Linked DNA regions of Rattus norvegicus: region 2 is linked to region 1. Evidence: chromatin contacts called from public Hi-C data. All regions are on one chromosome and are shown on one strand. The core of a region is the stretch at or near the end of the contact, and the rest is flanking DNA. Distances in the headings are between cores, read along the strand shown. Region 1 has its middle 14 kb from the start of Galnt10. Region 2 overlaps Galnt10 (polypeptide N-acetylgalactosaminyltransferase 10).

Region 1 (3,196 bases), core at 359-2,858:
CTCAAATAGCCTGTGACTAACCTGAATCCATCCAGGCAAGGGAAGATGAGCTCTCCATCTCAAGGTTCTAACTTAACTATACAAAAGCATTTTCCCCCCCAATATTTGTTCTGGTGATAAAGACAAGAACATGTTGGAGAGACTCGTAGTCACAGATAGAGAGAGCTTGGATTACCTTGTACCTCCACTTCACAGCAAGGAAGAACCATAATATAGAGAAGTTATAGGAACTGTTCTAATGCCTGGCAGGAGCCAGAGTCCAGGGTCATCCCTTCAGGTGTGGTCAAAGCTGATGTTCCTTGTGACTTCATTCCTGGTGACCCGGCTACAGATGTGAAGACACCACCTCACAAGTCACTTGGCTACCCCATGCTTTATTTATGTCCCTCAAAAAATGAAACCAAAATCTTTATGAACGTTTGAGGGCATGTGTGTGGTGTCTATATGTGTATGTGGCCTCTTGCTTTTTTCAAGGGGGATAGAAACCTGTGCTCATCTATACATACACGTGGAAGCCAGAGGGAGAGGTCACTTGCCTTCTCTAATTGTTCTTCACCTTATTTACTGGGACAGGGTCTTTTTTACTGAACTTTGAGCTCACCAATGAGGCTAGGCTGTGTAGAAAGAGATGGAGAAGAAGGAGGAAAGGAAGAGAGGGAAAGGGAAGGGAAGGGAAGGAAAGGAAGGAAAAAGGAGGAGCTCCAGAGAGAGATCTGCCTGTTCCTATCTACCCGGGGCTGAGATCAAGCCCAGATTTTTATACCTTTGTTCTGGGGATGCTGAACTCAGGTCTTCCTGCTTGTATAGCAAACAATTTACCAACTGAGCTATCTCTCCTACCCAGGCTACTGCTGTTTGGGTTTGTTTGTTTGTTTGTTTGTTTGTTTGTTTGTTTGGCTGGTTGGCTGGTTGGTTGGTTGGTTGGTTGGTTGGTTGGCTGGTTGGTTGGTTGGTTGGTTAGTTGGTTGGTTGGTTGGTTGGTTAGTTGGTTGGTTAGTTGTTTGGTTAGTTGGTTGGTTGGCTGGTTGGTTGATTGGTTGGTTGGTTAGTTGGTTGATTGGTTGGTTGGTTGGTTGGTTAGTTGGCTGATTGGTTGGTTGGTTGGTTGATTGGTTGGTTGATTGGTTGGTTGACTGGTTGGTTGGTTGGTGATTTGTTTTAGGTTTTTTGGGGTTTGTTTGTTTTAGGTTCTTGTTTTGGTTTTTTTCTTTTTCAAGACAGGGTCTCATTATGTAACTATGACTGTTCTGAAACTCACTTTGCAAGCTGTCCTCCAAATCACAAATGCTTCCCAGGTACTGGGGTTAAAGGCACAAGCTACTATGCGTGGCTTTAAGGTACTGTTCTTAAAATTGTTATTACAAGCACAAAGATAGCTGGTGCTCTATAATCGGGAAGTTCTGAGGAGTCCATCAGTCTGCAGGTTTCCTCTCGGAAACCTCAGTTCACAGTTGGCTCATAGGAAATGAACAAGTTGGGGGAAAGGAAGCGAAGGCAAACGCTCCCTTCTCCTCACAACTTCTGCCTCACATCCTTAATAACTGGCATGCCAACTCTCCTACTCTCAAGCCATTGGCTAGATCCCGCTGCAACCTCCTCCCACCCCACATCCTAAAGTGCTTTACTCAGAGATTGCTCCTCTTTTGTCCTTGCCGAACCGTTTTGCTAAATGGGGCCTTTGTCAGCAGAAGGACAGCAGGATTTGCTACCATCCTAACTTGTCCGTTTGTTTCCTATGCAGAGGGTCTGATGAGGAGTTTCCAGGGACCTCACTGAAGCAGAAGCCAGCTCTTGACAGAGACACATGGTGGTGATTACACGGGGCGTTAGGCACGGTTTCTGTGGATGGTAGCTCCAAGTCCCCTCCTGAGCTCCTGGATCTCTGTGTCAGTTATGTACTACTACTAGGGGAGGGCAGAGAAGGAGCCAGGAGCAGAGGCAGGGTGCCAGTCTCCTGAGGCCAAGCGTGTGTGTGGGCTCTCTGGGCATAGTCTGATGGTCTAAAAATCTTCATATCCTGGCTCCCACCAGGGCTCACAGAACCTGTGTTCCCTTTCCAAATATGAAACTTGAACTAGGACACTCCCCACTCCATAATGGGAGGCCACCGAATGGCATGAGCTAGAATCATGGTCCCGAGAGATAAGGGCTGTGAAAAAGGTTTCCCGTGAACACTGGGCTAGTGTCTAAGTCTCTCCTCCCATCTCTAGCCCGTATGGAACCAATATCTGCTTAAATGCCTTCCTGGACCACAGTTCACTACTACTCTGGGCAGCTTATTGCAAGTGTAGTGTGTTTTTGCTTTTGTTTTTAGTGTCTCTGTCTCTGTCTCAGTCTCTCTCTCTCTCTCTCTCTCTCTCTCGTGTGTGTGTGTGTGTGTGTGTGTGTGTGTGTGTGTGTGTGTGTGTAAATGTGCAGTTGTCATGGAGCACGTGTGAGGTTGGAAGGCTATTTCTAGTGTCCCCCTTGTCTTTCCTCTTGTTTGAGACAGGGTCTCTTGTTTTGCTGTTTTACAGACTAAGTCAATGGTCAGAGCTTCCAGCCCCACCTCCCATCTCCCTACGGAATCACTGGGGTTACAAACAGGAGCTACCCTTCTAGCTTTTATGTGGCTTCTGGAGATTCAAACCCAGGTCTTCGTGCTTTCACAGCAGGAACTCTACACATTGGGCCATCCCCTCAGCTGTCTTCCTCCTCTTCCTACTCCTCTTCCTCCTCTTCTTTTGGGTCTGGCTACGTAGCTCAAGCTAGCCCAGTCTTCCCATCTTTTCTGTCTCAGATGTCTGAGTTCCTAGGTTATAGCCATGCGATGGATTTTTACATTCTCACTCAACTCTGATTTTTTAGGAAGACACTTCAGACTGACTAGGAATACGGCTCTTAGTGGCCAGCCTCGGCTCTCCTTACCATCCTGGGTTCTCAGCTGTAGAGTTTGCCCCAAGATGCATCTCTTATGTGCCTATCAACTGAGGAGCTCGTGAAATTGCAGATTCAGGGGCCAGCAAGGTGGTTCAGTGGATTGAGGTAGTTGCCACCAAGGCTTATGAGCTGAGTTTACTTCTTGGGATGTACATGGTAGGAGAAACTGACTTCTGTAAGTTGTCCTGTAATTGCCACATGCATGCCATGGCATACACACACACACACACACACACACACACACACACACACACACACACACTAAATTAAAATGTAA
Region 2 (3,196 bases), core at 488-2,987, 150 kb after region 1:
GTGTCTGAAGGCAGTGACGGTGTACTCATATACATAAAATAAATAAATATTTAAAAAAAAACAAAAACAAAAACTAATGTTGGTATCAAGGGATAATGCCCCAGAGTATTTAGCAAAAGATTCAGCACCAGCCAACCGGGACGAACGCTCTGTAACTGCACTACTCCAACCCTGATAGAGAGAGCAGGAGGCTGCCGCAGCCCTTCACACATGTCGGACCTGTGAAGGCGATGCCTGTGTTACACCCACCTCATGGGAGCAAATAAATTTCAAACTACACAGTCTGCAGTGTTTGGGCCAGGGCCTGGCCCCAAGCCTACCTGCTCCAAAGTCTACATCATCATCATCATCATCATCATCATCATCATCATCATCATAAATGTATACATATATATCCATATCCTGTTGAGGGGGAAAAAGCAATTGAGGGGAAAACTAGCCTAAGAAAACCAGCTGCACTCACTCACTTGCCCTCACTTCTCAGGTTTTTACCTCTCCTGGAATCACTCTATTTTACTTGGTGATTCTTTGGGCTCTCAGTGAATAGAATGAGTAACAGTCTAGGTCGGGAGTAGCAAATAAGGGACAGGACATGTGGCTTAGTGGGTAAGAGCACCTACTGCTCTTGCAGAAGACTCGTTCAAATCGCAGCACACACATTGGGCAGCTTACAGCCCCCTCTAACTCCAGCTCCAAGGGATCAGACACCTCCTTATGGTCTCTGTGTCTACTCTGACATGCACAAATGCACACACACCCACATACATACAAAAAAATTTATTTGAGACAGGGTCTCTCTGTATGGTCCTGGCTGTTCTGAAACTCACTCTGCATGTAGACCAGGCTGGCCTCAAACTCAGAGATCCACCTGCTTCTGCCTCCTGCGTGCTGGGATTAAAGGCATGCACCACCACTGCCCATCTTACATAATTTCTTTAAACTAAAACACATATTTTTTAAAGAAGAAAAAGAAATAGCCTGTGAATCTCTCCCCAGACGCCTTTGGTAGGGGCCTCCTCAGTGGCTAGGCATCCTGAGGCTGCTCACTCTGTAGACTGAGAAGTGACATTGTGTGCTGTGGATGCAGGCTTTGTGAGCCGTAGCACAGAGGTCTTGTCTGTTGGCTCAGTCTCCCCGGCCGGTGCAATCTCACTTGGTAAAGGCTGCATTCCGTCAGTGTAGTGAAGTCATGGATCCAACCGCCAGGCACTGCCTCACGACACATTCTTCCGGGTTTGTCCCCAGAAACAGACCCGTCTGAAGAGCGGTGTTGCCAGGTACTCCACTGCAGTAGATCTAGGATCTGTCCGTGTCTGACTCATTGCTATATCCCAAACACCCGAAGATTTGCCTGGGAAGGACCGTGCTGCATGAAATCTGAGGCTGGAGATGTGTGGCCGGGATCAACTGTATCACCAGCCAGAGCCGCTTCCAGCCCCACAGTACCTCCTCCTCCAGAAGCTGCTTCTGTGGAGAAGAGCAGACAGGGAGTCATTCACAAAGGGGGTCTCTAAGCCCACAAGGTTTCCATTTTGTTCCTTATGTTCCTAAGACGCATCTAATGTGTCATCAGGCAGTCACAGCAGAATAAATGATGGGGGTTTTGTTTTTTGGGTTTTTTTTTTTATTCCTCCACTCAGTTTATTTACAAAAGACTCACTAATGAAGCCACACTGGAGACTGAGGAAGGGAGCTGGCTCGAATTCCATCTGATCCAATTATGCTGGGCACTCTCTGGGGAAAATGAGCCAGAATAATGAGTGGGCCTGGCCTCAGGGAGGGAGGCATTCATCTCTCAACTCACTCACTCTCCCCCTGCCCCTCCCCCTCTCCTTCTCCCTCTCCTTCCCTCCTGGCCAATGACAGCCCCCCTGTCCTGCCTATGTTCCAGGCCTAAGGCAGGCCTTGTCCAGCTGCCATGCTGTCTCTTTGAACACTGGTTCTGCCTCAGCTAGGGTTCAGCCCCTCCCTAGGGCCTCTCCCTTTGCCGAGACCCCATTCTTCATGGTGACAGAAATGACAATGGCCCGAGAGACGCAAGTACACTACCAGAAATTAGGATGGATCCGTCTGTGCCATTGGGCCTGACAGATTAATCCAGCTCTGATTCCAGACCAGGCCTGTTTCTCCTGACGGGAGAAGAGTGAACCCGCTCCAGGACTGAAGACTAAGCTGGGCGGTAGAGGGCTTGCCCAACAGCTGTGAGCCCCTGCCACAGAGGTAACGTGTTTATTCCATTCCACTGATGAATCGGTTGGCTACGGTGACACATACATGTAATACCAGCACTCGGGCTGAAGCAGGAAGGAGCTGGTGAGTCTCAGGCTGGTCCACACTACACAATAGCAGTTCCCTGTGTTGAAAGGAGGGAAGGACAGACGGACGGATGGAGCAAGGGGCTGGAGATGTAGCTCACTTGGTAGAACGGTTGCCCAGCATATGGGCTCTGAGTTCAATCCCCAGCATAAACTAACTTGGCGGTACAGAAAAATCAGGAGTTCAGGGTTAGCCTGGGCTACATGAGACTTAGCCTCACAATAAATCAGAGAAGTTGGAGTCTGAACACTGTCTAGAAGTCACTGATCTCTTCCTTCTCCTGCAGAGGTCTTTGCTTTGGAGTCTTCTGCTTGGAGCTTGGCCTCTCGTCAGTTCTAGAAGTGGACTAAGACTGGGCTCTGCAGCTCAGCCCACCATCACCCCAACCCCCACCACCCCACCCCACCCCATCCTGCTTCTCTTCTCTCTGTGCCCCCAACATTCCCTGGGACCAGTAACCCAGACCAAAACCAGTGTAATGTTTGTACAGGCCAGGCATGAAGGACTCATGGTTCCCCAGTCAGAACCCCCCCTCATCCAGGGCCAGTCACTCGTCTACCATGGCTCACTCTCCAGTGCTGTCTCCTGCAGCTCCCCAGCAGCCTATGGGAACCTGTGGGAAGCTCCTTGAGTGCTCTTGACCTGACAGTTGCCAATCTGTCCCAGGGCCAGCTGCAATTCTGGTCCTCCTGGAGCCAAAAGGGTGGTGTGATGGGGAGGAACTTAATTGCAGTGGCCTCAGTTTCCCTGTATGAAGCTGCATTGGCTGTAAAGGAGGCAAGGCCTGAAGGTGCAATGTGACTAGCTAAGGCCAGATCCAGGCCTGGGGCTTGGACCTACGGTGGCTGCTACAGTCCAGTACAACTCAGGATGCCAACCC

What was found. Hi-C and Micro-C count contacts between places; a contact is called where the count stands out from the background.
Region 2: a Hi-C map of Schwann cells shows a contact between it and region 1, with 5 times the contacts expected there. The contact joins two enhancer-like sites. A contact is called at or near these places in 11 of 12 Hi-C or Micro-C datasets (the A7r5 cell line, the Rat2 cell line, Schwann cells and 6 more).

What each region holds. Positions count from the first base shown.
Region 1 is chr10:42,306,868-42,310,063 of GRCr8, forward strand. No RefSeq gene overlaps it. Among named protein-coding and RNA genes, the nearest start is that of Galnt10, 14 kb to the right of the region's middle. Within about 2 kb of position 1,609, at least 1 of the 93 cell types and tissues checked has an H3K27ac peak or open chromatin away from gene starts, as enhancers often do. A contact at or near this core is called in Schwann cells, where this site is marked.
Region 2 is chr10:42,453,749-42,456,944 of GRCr8, forward strand. The region is part of intron 7 of Galnt10 (polypeptide N-acetylgalactosaminyltransferase 10); the gene reads left to right. Among named protein-coding and RNA genes, the nearest start is that of Sap30l, 25 kb to the right of the region's middle. Within about 2 kb of position 1,738, at least 6 of the 93 cell types and tissues checked have an H3K27ac peak or open chromatin away from gene starts, as enhancers often do. A contact at or near this core is called in Schwann cells, where this site is marked.